3 separate regions of the Mus musculus genome follow, and all the other regions are linked to region 3. A link is a contact called in public HiChIP or PLAC-seq and promoter capture Hi-C data. All regions are on one chromosome and are shown on one strand. The core of a region is the stretch at or near the end of the contact, and the rest is flanking DNA. Distances in the headings are between cores, read along the strand shown. Region 1 overlaps Ralgps1 (Ral GEF with PH domain and SH3 binding motif 1). Region 2 overlaps Ralgps1 (Ral GEF with PH domain and SH3 binding motif 1). Region 3 holds the start of Ralgps1 (Ral GEF with PH domain and SH3 binding motif 1).

Region 1 (4,779 bases), core at 728-3,227, 190 kb before region 3:
TTTTTTCTTTTTGGTTTTTTGAGACAGGGTTTTACTAGGTAGACCAGGCTATCCTGGAACTAGTCTATAGACCAGGCTGGCCTCAAACTCACAAAGATTGACATTTCTCTACCTCCCAAGTGCTGAGATCAAAGATGTGCACCACCATGCCAGGCACATACTCGTTTTCTTATTTATCCTTCCAACTCTCACTCTGTAAAGGAGGAAAAGGAAGCTCAGAGAGGATGTGAAATTGGCATAAGGTCACACCACTGGTAAGTGACAGAGATGAGAGTGGAACCTCGGCTTCCTCCTCCATCTCAGGCTTCCTGCCACCACGGAGGACCTCACTCACTCACTCGGATGCTGGGTACAATGAGTCACTCGTCTGCCTTTAAAATCGCTTCAATTGTTCTGGGAAACCGTTAGCTCACAGAAGCATCTGCTGGCTCCTCACAGGCCCCTGTCCAGTCCCTTTCCTTCTGATGCCACTGTTTTCTAATTTTCAATAATTAATAATAATTTTCCTTGATTAAACATTCTAAGTGTGGTAGGCTTGATTTTCACAGATTCATTCTTTCTCTTGAACTCAGTTTTTCCTGCTCTTTAAAAAAAAAGAGTGTAACTCAGTTGCCTCCCTGAGGATTCATGGCAATCCTGGAAATCCCATTATGGCTGAGACCACAACAAAAAGCATCCCCCAGTGCTGTGTGGAGATGGAGGGATGTGGGCCATGGCGTGGGGGGGTTCCAGATGCGGTGAGCAGACTCCAGCTTGGCTGACTCAGAGGCCAGCCAGCAGCTCAGCCCAGAAGCAGGGCAGGAGGTAGGGACTGAGGTTTCCTAGGGTCCCCTGGGAAGCCCTGTCCCTTCCTAGACCAGCACCTCTGGGAAAAGGAGATTGAAGAGATGCAGGGCTGCATACAGTCTCACTACTGTGTACTAAGATGTGCTCTGCAGGGATGTGCTGCCCATATTCATCCAACTGGCCTCCAGAGCAGAGAGGCCCTTGCTCAGACACAACTCTACTTGGAGAGTCCCTTGTGTTGTACCAAAGGGACAGTGTGGCCTGAGCCTCATTCCTGAGTAGTGCTCTACAAACCAAGGCCAGAGGAGCTGAGCATACCCTGGGGAAGGGCAGGGGTTCATTATTGTCTAAGACAGTGAGTTCCTAAATCCCTCGGCAAAACACCCAGACTCCAGCACCTGCTGCACCTCAGGCCCTGAGTGGTTAGCCTCATGTCACAGTGGTGAGGACAGGGTGAGTGACTGGGGACCTAGTCTTGTGAAGCTGGGCAGCGGACATCTACACTTTTGTACTCCCTCAACAGCCAGGGCTATAGAAATGGTGCGCTGTTGCCAACAGTGCAGGAACCCAGAGAAGTCTTTTCTGTTGTACTAGCCAACCACAGGAGATATTTCTAGGCCTGCAACATAAACCAGATGCTTGAATCCTGACAGCCGACTCCTCCCTGACAGGGCTCCTCACAGCCTGGGAGCAGGTCTGGGCGCATGCGCGTCCCCAGAGCAAAGTACACAGAGCTGCTTGGTGAACGTGAGGTGAGGAGACGGAGAATCAGGGGGCATGTTTGTGTTACCCCAGACAACAACCTGATGAGATGGTAAGATTGGGGGTGGAGGCTGTAGCAGTAGTTCAGTGGGTAGAGAGCTCTAACCTTGTTCACCCATGTTTCATAACGAAACCCTGTTCAAAAAAAAAAAAAAAAAAAGATGGTGCTGACTCAGGGTTACTAAGCACTTACTACATCCTGGTCCTAAACTGAAGATTCGGTCAGATTGTTGATTTCAAGGACAATGTGGCCACCAGGAAACGATGGTCCCTCTTCTACAGGACAAAGGGACTGAAACTAGAAGAGGCTACATTACTTTCTTGAGGCCACACAGTGGCAAAGTGGCCAAGGCAGGATCCACATACAGCTCTGTCCAGCTGTCATACACTGCACCAGGCTGCCAGCAGTACCCGGAAGCCAGTGAGGCAGGATGGGGACATCTAACAGCTGGACGAGGGCCTAGGTGCCCAGGCTCTGGTTCTTTCTCCTCCTCTCTACTGTGGAATTAACCTTCTCCAGAGGGGCTTGAAGGGAGGCTGTGGCTCCTCCCTCCTGATACACATCCCAGGCCTGCCTGAGCACATTAGTCTCCGGCCTTATATCAGTGGCCCACCCAGACCTGGGGGCCCTGCCAGCTCTGCCACACAGACCGGCTAGGAGTAGCAGAGGGGTGGCCATGGGAGGGATGGTCTGGCTACAACTGCTATAACCGTGGAAGGTAGGTCCCCAGACACCAGCCGCATGGGACCACCCAGTAGCTGGGCCAGTGCTGGGAGCCCATCTGGCCTGGGATAGTGCAGCTCCTGTTCCTGTTTAGACAGTGACTGCAGCAGATGACACTGTGCTGTTGGCCCTCTACCACAGACGGTAATTGGGCCAGCCACTGGCTTTGGCTGCAGTGGGGATCGGCGGTGCCAAGGGACTGGGCTAGACTGTGAGGTACTGACACAGTGAGGGAGGCTTAGGTGACGGGAAGAACCGCTGTCCATCATGTAGGCGGGGGAGGGGGACGTGCTGCTGGTCTCAGGCTCCTTTACTCTCAATTGTCCATACACTATGTTAAGACACTGAGGTGTCAGAGGAAAAAAGGGTAGGCCAAATTCCCACAGCTTCCAAGAAGACAGGGGTGGGAATTCAGGCCTGTCTTGACAGCAGCGCTAGGGGTAGGAACTGGGAGGCATGGGCTGGCCCAAAGAAGAGGGTCCCAGCTTGAGCTGGGAATGGGAGGCGTGCAGCTGTAGCCTCTCACCTGGGGGCACCTCACACAACCATGCCTGCTCACAGACTAGCCTTCCTTTGAGGCACACGGTTCCCCCAACTTCGCCTCTGCCCTGTGCCACCTTTGTACCGGCTGACAAAGGCGATGCCTTCAGAGAGGACCCCTGCCTGGTGGAGCGCAGTGGCTTCTGCAAGCCAGGAGCAGGCAGCCAGGCTGAGCCAAAGCCCATGGCTGGCCTGGAGCCCCACAAGCCCAGGGAAGGCTCACTGCACCCTTGTTCTTCCTGGCCGTCCTGTCTCACTTCCAGCCCCAGTCTGGTTTTGGTTTTTCTCACACCCCTATCTTTTCAATATGGAAAAATTCTGCTGTGTCGAGGGGAAAAGAAACCTGCCCGGCAGGAGAACACGCAGCTTTTCCATTTTACCACTTTCTATTTTCTCTTTCAAAGTCTGAGATGAAAGACTTTTTTCCACGCTCTTTCTGCTTTGCCTGAAAAGATGACTTTCAGAATTCAGAAATGAGGAGCTGGCCCCCAGAGCTACACTTGTGTGGTTCCACCCCATAAACCATCCTGGTAAATACCAAATGAAATAACAGAGTGCCTGCTCATTAGAGCTGCGTGGTTTGCTTTGGTCTTTAAGACAGCAGCAAGCAGACCCACTGTCTGCGGGCAGCCCTGGCTCCCTGAGAGGAGGATGGAGACGATTGTATTAATTAATGCCTGCCAATTAACATCTATCATGCAAACTGGGAACTTCAGAATGAATCCTTATATAAAGTCTAGGCCTTATGGAAAGTTTGTGGCCTCTGACTGCCAGAGAGACAAATGTTTCCCAGGCTTTCAGCATGGGGCAGTCACGTGTCAGCTGGGGAGTAGACATGGTTTCCGGTGTGAGCACATGGCCTTGTTAGTAATTGCAAATGCACGTGGGCAGAGTCCCTTAGCAGGACTGACCCCTGGGGCGCAGGAGAATGCCACCCCCTCCAGCCTCCCTAGGAAATGAGGGCATAGCCTCAGGTTCCTCAGGAGATCTACAGGCGTGAGGAGGTGATGGCCCAGCCAGAGGCCCCCACCCACCCAGACAGCCGTGAGGCAGAGCAGGTAAGAAGCGTGAGGGAGGCAGCCATCTGTGTACTGGTAATGGGTTTGTTTTGCGCTGGACACTGTGCTGTGTAAAAAACTTTCACTGATCTTTCATTAACTTTATTGGCAAAAGAAAAGAAGCTGACGCATTGCTCTGCCCAACACCCTACTCCCCACTCTTGGAAACAACCCCGATTTCCTTTGGGAGAAATCAGGCCCCCCACGCTCAGAACCCACGTGCTCAGTGGGTCTGGAGCAGCTCCATCCCCTCTTCTGCCCAGGGAGTGAAAACAAATTGTATAAACTAACCGTACTGAAGAGAGGAAAGCCTCACAAACTACAAGCTATGCACATACGCCACGGAGCTGTGTAACCGAGGGAAAGAAATGCAGCTGCAGGCACATTAACACTTTACATAAGAAAGGAGACTATTCATTTCATAGAAGCAGAAAAACAAATAAAAACACAAAAGCAGAAATAACTTGAAAAATTTAAATGACATTTATGCACACTACGATGCACATGTGGAAGCCAGAAGACAGCTCTTAGAAGTAGTCTCCTGCCTCCTGCCACACGGGCTCTGGAGATGGAACTCAGGGGGTCAGCTGTAGCTGCTGGTGCCTGTCCTCACTGAGCCATCTTCTTGGCCCATAAAATTTTCTATATCAGAAGTGACAAATAAAGGTGATGTTTGATGTTTAATTCTGGGGGGGGGGGGGGGAGCGGTGGTGGAGCACACCTGCAGCCCCAACACTCAGAAGCAGAGGCAGGAGGATCTCAGAGTTCAAGGCCAGCCTGGCCTACAGAGTGAGTTCCAGTATAGCCAGGACTATATAGAGAAACCCTGTCTTAGAAAACAAACAAACAAAGAATTAAAAAAAAAATAAAGCAGTCAAGCTTTTAATATGTATGATTAAGGGGGAAATA
Region 2 (4,828 bases), core at 2,322-4,821, 220 kb before region 3:
AACATAATGTGGAGGGAGAACCCTCTCCTGTAGAAGGCCCCCAGAAACTCTGAGCATTCGCAGGCCACCCTTCCAACCCCAGGTCATGACCTAGAATCTACTTTGTATCCTCACGCCCCAGGACCATCACAAAGGCTCACCAGAGTTCTTTTCATGCCTGTTAACTACCAACTCTCAAGAAGCTGCCTGAACCTGCAGCTGATACAGGGTACTCCACTGGACAACCACTGTGTGTTGGGTGAACTCTTGTGTCCCAACTCCCTGCAGGGATAGAAGACAACCCACTATTGTAGAGAGAGCTGTACCACCCCTTCCTCTCTTCCATTAAAGGGACTCACTCTCTCGAGGCCTGCTACTGCTCACCACTGCCCACCCCCACTGTCCACTTCCAACCACCTGGCAATGTCTGTCTGGGAAGAGGGTTGGGGAGGATTTGTGATGAATTCTGACAGACTTGCTATGTCACTTCTTCAGAAACAGTCAGTGAACATTTCTGAGGACATCTTTAGGAATGCCAAATGCCAATTACTTTTCTGAGTAGAAATGAGACTGACACATTGCTGAAGTTTACAGAATACGAGGGTGGCAATCCTGTGAAGCAGAGATAATCATGGCCAAGGACGCTGTGTGTTTCCATATTCCTGTCTCTACCCACCTCATAACCCTTCATTCCTCCTTTAAAAATCTCTTTTTAGGGGCTGGAGAGATGGCTCAGTGGGTAAGAGCACTGACTGCTCTTCTGAAGGTCCTGAGTTCAAATCCCAGCAACCACATGGTGGCTCACAACCATCCCTAATGAGATCTGACTCCCTCTTCTGGTCTGTCTGAAGACAGCTACAGTGTACTTACATATAATAATAAATAAAATTAAAAAAAAAAGAGTAGTTTTTAAAAATCTCTTTTTAGAGGCTGGAGAGATGGCTCAGTGGCTAAGAGCACTGATTGCTCTTCTGAAGGTCCTGAGTTCAAATCCCAGCAACCACATGGTGGTCACAACCACCTGTAATGAGATCTGACTCCCTCTTCTGGTGTGTCTGAAGACAGCTACAGTGTACTTACATATAATAAATAAATAAATAAATAAATAAATAAATATTTTAACCCCCCCCAATATATCTCTTTTAAAAAAATACTTTAGCCCTAAGGGTAATATTTCTGTTTTCATTTTAGAGCCTTTCAATCTAAGTATAAAAGTGGCCGTTGGCCAAGCCCCAAGGCTGCCTGGTCTCTAGGGCCTGAGGCTGTCTAGAACCCAGCCTGGTACTCACCTCCAGGTCACTGAGCGCTGTTGTGCTCTACACAATAAGCTTGTGGGGCCCTCTCCTCAGGGAGGTGGCACACACAATGAGGCTTTCCTCCTACCTTCACCCCTGCAGGTCAGGGCTGTCCGATAAAATCATACAAGTTTGGGCATCCTTACTCTACTCCCTGCTCTGCTGTCTCTCTGCTGTTTACATCGGTGCCTGGCTCTGCTCCACCCTGGCTTGGATAGAGCTCACAACCAGAGCTTGGGGGGCTATGGGTCAGGGGCTACCCAGTTAAAGACTACAGTTTCTGGACTCCATCGCACACTAGCCACACCCCCAATCCCTCTTCATATCTTCATCCCTTTGAGGGGGCCCAGCTCCCTTCTGCACCTTTATCCCACATCTTCTGCCTCTGCTCTAGCATGCAATACGCCTTATAGTATCTGTGAGGATCTGGCAGGGAGGCTGTTTCTGGCAGATGCTGGCCTCTGGGACCGGCCAGGGGGAGACCTAGAATCCACTCATCTATGAAGAGGGGCATGTGGTCTGGAGGAGACCTGGGAGTGCACAGAGGATCCAGTGGGGCTGAGCACTGGCTGCCTGAAGGTTAGGATGAAAGGGGCTCAGGAAGTGGCAAGATGGCAACTGAGCTGTGAAGAGACAACGTGGTGCTCTTCTGTGTGCCCAGTCTACAGGAAAGCCCAGACTGTTCAGACTCTCTTTGAAGCAGGCACGAGAGCAGATACACAGTGGGAGCAGACTTTTAGCTGGACCCCTGGGTGAGGGTCAGCTAGCTTCTAGCTCCTCTGGCCTGCCTGGGGCTGGGTTCTGATGAGATGCAATCATAGCCCCACTGATATCTATCTCCTCAGCCAAGAAACAGTAGGCCAAGATCCCCTCTGCAGAGCAGAGAAAAGGCAGCTGGGAGCAGGGCTGTTCAAGGGCTGGGCATATGCATAGAAGAGCCAGGAGGCGGCCAGTGCTCAGAGACAGTTTACTTGAGAGTATATGCTATAGAAATTCAGTGACCTAGATCGTACAAAATACTGCTGCCTGTAGTGGTCATGATGGCATACATTTCCATTGTGCAAGGCATGCCCCCATGGCACCCTCTTTCCTGCTGGCTCCACTCTCAGTCAGCACTGACAGGGCCCACAGAGCCTGCCTACATGGTTCCCGTGCAGGCAGCCGTGCTAACTAAGCAGCTACCGAGTGACTGATGAGAGAAGAGGAATGGATGAGTGAAAGGACAAACAACGGAGGGAACACAACACCCAGGTGTACTGCTGTGGGTCTCGGCACCATGCCTGAGCATGCTGCTGGAGTGGCCAGGGGAGGCACTGGGTTGCCTGTGGCCTTCTTTTACAAGGTGGCCCCAGGAATCCCCACCTGGACCAAGAGTTTTGGAGTCTGTCCCATGGGGCCTGTGGGGTTCTCCTTTCACAGCTATGGGGCAGCGTCAAGGCTGCAGGCAGTCTATGCATGGCAGTGGCCAGACAGAGCCTGTGCACAGGGAACGCCCAGCCTGGGCCAACGAGTCTCTCTGCTCTGTTGGAAGTGTACAGATAGGATGACTTCTGGGCACTTTCCAATTACAGGGACTGAAGCCCTAGCTTCAAAAAAGGAGCGTTCACACCAGGTGCATGTGTGTATGTTCTGTGTGGTGTAGTGCATACCACATGCAGGCGAATGCAGACACCCAGGAGTATATAAATGAATTAAGGAGGTGTCTGCCTGTGTGCATGTGTGTGAGATTTGTGTTTAGTATTCGCCCACAGGTGTGACAGTGAAACTGTACATATGTAACTGGGTATAAGCATTGTATATATACATGCAAATGTGTGACTATGGATGAGATTGGGCATATGTAAGACTGTGTAACCATGGCCATGTCTATAGCTAAACTGTATAACTGTGCACATGAACACATAAGGCTATATAACTTTGTGCATGTGTACTTGTGAGAGTACACAGATGCACACAGTCCCCTAGGCACTGGTGGAGGAACCATCCTGAAGGCCAATGGAAGCCTGCACCTTGGAGATCTTTTTCATCACTATATTTCCCTGTGTGTCCTCAGACTTCTAGTCAGCAAGGTACCTTTCACCACCTGCACTGCCAAGTCTTCCTGGATTCCTCATGGTGGCCCAAGAAGTATTGGGACATGGAATACATGCTGCAGGTGAATTCCTGATGAGAGGCGGATGGGAGCGTGCATACTTGGAACAGATGGGCTGATGGGAGTCACAACCACGCATGGTAGGGTTCAAAAATGTCCGAGGCCTGAGGCTGCACTGGTGCAATACTCTCAGGTATCACTAGATGGAGCCACATGCCCATCTCAAGACTTCCAACAGGCCTCAGGCTTAGAGGTTCAGGATTCATTGCAGGCCTACCAGGCTCCCAGGTTTCCTCTAGCTGGCTTGGACCAAGTGCTCTGAGTGTCAACTGACAAAAGAAGGGAGGGAGCAGGTAGAGAGCCCTTTCTAAGCCTGTGTATACATCCACAAATGCATGAGTGTATAACTGAATTATGAATGTGTCCACCTGTGTGCACGTGTAAGTGTGAGATTAGTGTTTACTATGTGCACACTGAGGTGTGACCATGTAATTATGCATATGTCATGAATGGTTGGGGAGGGGCCCCTGACTCCAGCTCCCTGGGCCCTGAGAGGCCTTGCTGAGGCCACACTCACCTTTCCAGCCCTGCAGACATTTCTTCACTAAACTCTGAGCTCTCACTACTGCCTGGAAAAGGAACACAGATCAGTGAGCATGGCAGCCTCGAAGAGAGGGGCCTGTTTTCCTGGGCTCCCAGTCACTGGGCCCCGGTCCCCAAGCTCACAGCATTCTGACCCTGTGGGTCACAAAAGGAGTTGAGTTTCTGTTGTTATGTCTGTCTCTTCTCTGGGGAGGTTCAAAGAACATTCAGTCCCACCGCTCTCAAGAGTACCCTCCACTCCCTTCCCACTGCCTACCCTCTGGCTTGGAAGGCCAGGGTCCTCACATCTGTCTGCACTGATGCCTGCCTGTTGCCCCACAGGCTCTCCTGAGGGCAAAGGCAGGGTGAGCACTTCTGGCCCAAGGGACAGGTAGATGGATCTGCCTGCACAAGAGATGCACGGAGGCTGCAAGGGGGTGTCAGTGCAGTGCCCTGCCCACAGTCAGTGCAGTCCCCTGCCCACAGTCAGTGCTGTCCCCTGCCCACAGTCAGTGCTGTCCCCTGCCCACAGTCAGTGCAGTCCCCTGCCCACAGTCAGTGCAGTCCCCTGCTCACAGTCAGTACAGTCCCCTGCCCACAGAGTCAGCACAGTCCCCTGCCCACAGAGTCAGTCAGTGCTGTCCCCTGCTCACAGAGTCAGCGCAGTCCCCTGCCCACAGAGTCAGTCAGTGCTGTCCCCTGCCCACAGAGTCAGTCAGTGCTGTCGCCTGCCCACAGTCAGTGCAGTCCCCTGCCCACAGAGTCAGCGCTGTCCCCTGCCCACAGTCAGTGCAGTCCCCTGCTCACAGTCAGTACAGTCCCCTGCCCACAGAGTCAGTCAGTGCAGTCCCCTGCCCAAGGTCAGTGCTAAGGCCTAAGC
Region 3 (4,403 bases), core at 73-2,572:
TCCAAAGAGCCAAGTTCTCATTCCGCCTCTTCGCCCCCACCACGCTGCCTTTTCTATCTTTTTGAGACCAGCACTGTGAAGATCTGCATGAGCATCTGCTACCATGAGATCCAGAACCCTTCCGAGCATAGCATCAACGACTACTCTTGAAGAGCACACATTTTCCAACAGCTGATCAACCAATGAAACCTAACCACCCCGAAATCCAGCCAAGCTCCTTCAACAGCAACAGGGGAGTAAAACAAAAACAACAACAACAACAACAAAGGCAGTGTGCCCACTTAGGGCTCGGTTTGGCTCAGGAAAGCAGTCGGCCTATTAACCAGGGCAGCTGCGATCCTTGTACGACTCAGCAAAGACACAGGCTGCCCTGGCCTGCCCCTCCAAGAGACAACCATGGATGCCTCCAGAGCCTGCAGAAAACCCAAAGCCCCAAGACGGCGGCGGAGAGGGCAGCTTCTTCCTTCTCCAAAAAGGGTCCCACTCACCCTCAGGCTAGTCCTCACCTGCAGCCCTGCTTCCGGACCTGCCAATGATCCTCAGCCCCGCCCCCTGCCTCCCCCCGCCCCCGCCCCTACAGGGTTTCCCCAGCCCCGCCCACTGCACCTGTGCTTTTCCCTAGACTCTCCTTGCAGCCCCTCCCATTGCCACCCCATGCCCCGCCCCTCGCACCTGAGCCCTTTCCCCGCCGCTAACCTACACACAGGTTCCCTTTCTGGTCCCAGAGACCTGAGCTCCCTCCAGACCCCACGCCTCGCGCCCAGGCTCCGCCCCCAATCCATCAGGCCGCGGGACCCGCCTCCTGCACCTGCGCCCTTTCCCCCCCAACACCACCACCACCACCACCACCCCCCCCCCCCGCTCCGCCATCTCCCCGACAACCACACGCTGTCATTCGCGTCCCTGGGACCCGAGCTGGCCATGGTCCCGCCCCCCCCTCCAACCCCAAGCCGAGGTCCCACCCTCGAGCCGAGGCCCCGCCCCACCCCCTCCGGCCGGGGATCCCGCCCCGCCCGCCCCCATTCTCCCCCCCCCTCCGCCCCCCGCACCTGCAGCGGCTCGCGCCCAGGGCCCCGCCCCGCCAGCCGCTCCTCTCACCGCTGTAGTCCGGGCTGGTCACCTTGACGAGGGCCGCAGTGGCTGCCACCGCTTCTTCATGGTCTTGCGAGAGGCCCAGCGGCAGCGGCGCCTTCGTTCCGAGACCGGGGCCGGATTGAGGTTGAGCCAGGCGCAAGCTTGAAACGCGAGGCCGACGCGGGAGCCCAGCCGGTGCCCAGCCGCAGTAGGAACCGTCCACTCCTGGGCCTGAGCGGCGGCCGGCTCAGCCAATCGGCGCGCGGCACCATACCAGGGTTCTCCAACCAGCTTGCCGTAGGGGCGGAGACACGCAAATGAACCGGCTGGTTGCACCAGTGCGCAGCCGCTGCAGCAGCGGTCCCCGTTCCCCCCACCCCCCCACCCCCCACCCCACCAGCCGCGGCCTGCGCTTCGGTCTTGCAGACGCTCAGGCTTGCAAGGATGCTCTGCTGTTCTCGTCGGGCTCAGCCGCCCGCCACGCCCACCCCCTGCCTAGAAATAGACTCAGTCTACAAACATCCTTCCAGGCCTCACCCAGTGTCCTTCTTAAATTCCTACCTAGAGTTTATCGTTTTCAACAACAACATCAAAAAAAAAAAAAAAAAAAAAAAAAAAAAAAAAGGCTTTGTGAGCAAGACATCATCACCTTAGTCCCATTCTTCACAAACCTATCCCTAGGTTTCTTTATGTGATTCTAAATCTGTCAAATTGACAATCACAGTCAATCCAATAACACACTTCGAGGTCCTTGAGACTGACCCATGGTTTTCACAACAGGTAAAAGTTAGGCCTGAAGAGGGTCTTGCCCAAGACCATAGCGTTCAAAGCAGGGAGAATGGGCCTGGAAGCTGTCTCCCTGCACCCAGACCCTTTTATGGCTGGGCCAGGCAAACGCAGTGAGTAGAGCTTAAATCATCTGGCTTAAAGGCAGAGATACTAAGTTACAAAGACCGTGGAAGCCAGTGGGTGGCTGTGAATCCCTAAAGTCAGAACCACAGCAAAATTCTGTTACGCCTACAAGAGAAAGGAGGGTAGGATGCTCTTTGGACTTGTAGACAAGATCATTTTGATAACGTAATTTTTGCTGCTATGGCGTCGCTTATGGAAAGATTTAGATACTGCACTATTTAAAAGAAGAGGGAGAGGAAAACAAGAGAATCAGCAGAAATTAAACCACTTTAAGAGTGAGGTGAGGGAATAGGGGATCTCTGAGGCAAACGTCTGCTATTTTGCATGAAGAACACAGTGATGCCCGAAGGATAGTCTTAAACTGTTTCCCTTAGATAAAACAAGAGATGCATGGTGTGAGGATTCTTTTAGAAAATTTGGAATCCAGAGAGGCTGAGAGCTGAGCGCAAGCTTGAGGAAGCTTGGGTAGATGGCTATAAAGTTAGGAGTGATGGTCTAGCGTAAAGTGGAGTGCTCAGGACACGCATAAGAAAATGGACGTAGCCAGGCGGTGGTGGCGCTCGCCTTTAATCCCAGCACTTGGGAGACAGAGGCAGGCGGATTTCTGAGTTCGAGGCCAGCCTGGTCTACAAAGTGAGTTCCAGGATAGCCAGGGCTACACAGAGAAACCCTGTCTCGAAAAACCAAAAAAAAAAAAAAAAAAAGAAAAAGAAAAAGAAAGAAAGAAAGAAAATGGACGTGCTTGTAGAGGTAACCCTAATGCTTAGGATTTGGGGGATGGAAACTGGAGACTTGCTGTGACTTGCTGGCTAGCAGATTCAGTGAGAGACCCTATCTCATGGGGATAAGATGGAGAGTATAAAGCAGGACACTTGACATCCTCCTCTGGCCACCTCTGCATGCGTGTGCATCACCTGCACATACACTGCACATGCACTGACTGCTCTTCCAAAGATCCTGAGTTCAAATCACAGCAACCACATGGTGGTTCACAACCATCTGTAATGGGATCTGTTGCCCTCTTCTGGTGTGTCTGAAGACAGCTACAGTGTACTTGCATATAATAATAAATAAATTTAAAAAAAAACAAGTACTATAGTTGTTTTTCTAAATATAAATTACTATAAGGCTTAGAGGACTTGCTGCCTGAGTTCACGGTCTGGCTGTGCCAGCAGCTAACTGTGTGCACACATGCAAGTTACTTTTTTGCATGCCTCAGTTTCTTTATGGAAGATGAATGTTGAGGAGGCTGGAGAGATGGCTTAGCAGTTAATAGTACATACTGCTCTGGTAGAGGACCCAGGTTCAGTACTTAGCATCTATATCAGGTTTCACAACTGCCTATAATTTCGGCTTCAAGTTGATCTGTCACCTCTGGCATCCACCTCTACAGGAACCTAAATTAGTGTGCACACATACACACACACACACAGGCATGCACAAGCATACACAGTTATTAACAGTAATTTTTAAATATTTTTTTAAATGACTGTCTTGCCAGGTGGTGGTGGCGGCAATGCATGCCTTTAATCCCAGCTCTTGGGAGGTAGTGGTAAATAGATCTAAGTTCAAGGCCAACCCGGTCTACAGAATGAGTTCTAAGATATCCAGGGCTATACAGAGAAATTCTGTCTTATATTTTTGGTTGTGAGCCTAGCCTTTAATGACTGAGTCATTTCTCTAGCCCAAGAAACACTGTGTTGAAAAGCCATAAAAAAATAAATAATTTTTTTAAAAAACCACTTTAAAATAGTCTCTCTTTTGCACAGGCTGTTGGAAGAGTGAAACAAAGTCCATGAAGGAGAGCCTGGCCTCTCAGGAGCTCCATATGCCCTAGCTGCTGTTAGTGTGCCTATGACTTTGGGCACACATAGGCAAAAAGCCCAGTATCTGTGATATACACATGCTAATGACCTCAAGGTAGTTAATCTTGATTGTCAACTTGACAGATTTAGAAACACAGAAAGAAACCCCTGGGCATGCCTGTGAAAGATTTCCTAGACTGTTCACTGAGGTGGGAAGACCCATCCTAAGTGTGGGTGAATCACTAACCTGGACTCCAGGCTAACGGAAACTGAGAACAGAGGCTGACAGGGGAAATTGCCACCCTCTGCTTCTTGACTAGGATGCAGTGTGACCAGCTGCCTCCTGCTCCTGCCACAGGCCTTCCCCTCCATGACAGACTGAGCCTTTAAACTGTGAATCCCAACAAACTGTTCCCTTCCTAAACTGCTTATCAGTGACTTGTTGCAGTAACACGAGTAATGAATAGAACACCTTCATAAGAGAACTGGCAGTGTCTGGGCTGTGAGATGCTACAGAAGCCCTCCACAAAAGCACTCCCTCAACGCTGTGCTCAGTGCTGGGCCTGCTTCCTTTGATGGCAACCAGAGTTAAATTTCAGAGTAACCGGCTGA

What was found. Promoter capture Hi-C pulls out the DNA fragments that hold promoters and counts their contacts. HiChIP or PLAC-seq counts read pairs in DNA pulled down with a chosen protein or histone mark.
Region 1: a contact with region 3 is called in a promoter capture Hi-C map of the HPC-7 cell line, with 2.3 times the contacts expected there. The contact joins the enhancer-like site here to the promoter of Ralgps1 in region 3. A contact is called at or near these places in 17 of 39 promoter capture datasets (the 3T3-L1 cell line, 3T3-L1-derived adipocytes, the C10 cell line and 13 more), 1 of 15 datasets of contacts at CTCF or cohesin (large pre-B cells), 1 of 484 Hi-C or Micro-C datasets (bone marrow-derived macrophages), 19 of 115 datasets of contacts at active chromatin or transcription factors (the 230-238 cell line, the SCID.adh cell line, bone marrow-derived macrophages and 12 more) and 3 of 9 other capture datasets (adipose tissue, liver and macrophages).
Region 2: an H3K4me3 HiChIP or PLAC-seq map of bone marrow-derived macrophages shows a contact between it and region 3, with 3 times the contacts expected there. The contact joins the enhancer-like site here to the promoter of Ralgps1 in region 3. A contact is called at or near these places in 11 of 39 promoter capture datasets (the C10 cell line, the HPC-7 cell line, the SN4741 cell line and 6 more), 1 of 15 datasets of contacts at CTCF or cohesin (the NIH/3T3 cell line), 4 of 484 Hi-C or Micro-C datasets (3T3-L1-derived adipocytes, bone marrow-derived macrophages, embryonic fibroblasts and 1 more), 23 of 115 datasets of contacts at active chromatin or transcription factors (the 230-238 cell line, the SCID.adh cell line, bone marrow-derived macrophages and 15 more) and 4 of 9 other capture datasets (adipose tissue, liver, macrophages and 1 more).

Annotation. Positions count from the first base shown.
Region 1 is chr2:33,176,399-33,181,177 of GRCm38.p6, forward strand. The region is part of intron 8 of Ralgps1 (Ral GEF with PH domain and SH3 binding motif 1); the gene reads right to left. It overlaps Gm13528 (a long non-coding RNA gene), which reads left to right. Exons shown (of 3, transcript XR_866131.3): 1 at 1-1,600. Among named protein-coding and RNA genes, the nearest start is that of Gm13528, 3.5 kb to the left of the region's middle. Within about 2 kb of position 1,978, at least 63 of the 459 cell types and tissues checked have an H3K27ac peak or open chromatin away from gene starts, as enhancers often do. A contact at or near this core is called in the HPC-7 cell line, adipose tissue, forebrain and 3 more, where this site is marked.
Region 2 is chr2:33,151,345-33,156,172 of GRCm38.p6, forward strand. It overlaps Ralgps1 (Ral GEF with PH domain and SH3 binding motif 1), which reads right to left. Exons shown (of 20, transcript NM_175211.5): 14 at 3,944-3,995. Among named protein-coding and RNA genes, the nearest start is that of Gm13528, 22 kb to the right of the region's middle. Within about 2 kb of position 3,572, at least 16 of the 459 cell types and tissues checked have an H3K27ac peak or open chromatin away from gene starts, as enhancers often do. A contact at or near this core is called in bone marrow-derived macrophages, embryonic limb bud and neural stem cells, where this site is marked.
Region 3 is chr2:33,370,172-33,374,574 of GRCm38.p6, forward strand. It overlaps Ralgps1 (Ral GEF with PH domain and SH3 binding motif 1), which reads right to left and starts at 1,323. Exons shown (of 20, transcript NM_175211.5): 1 at 1,099-1,323.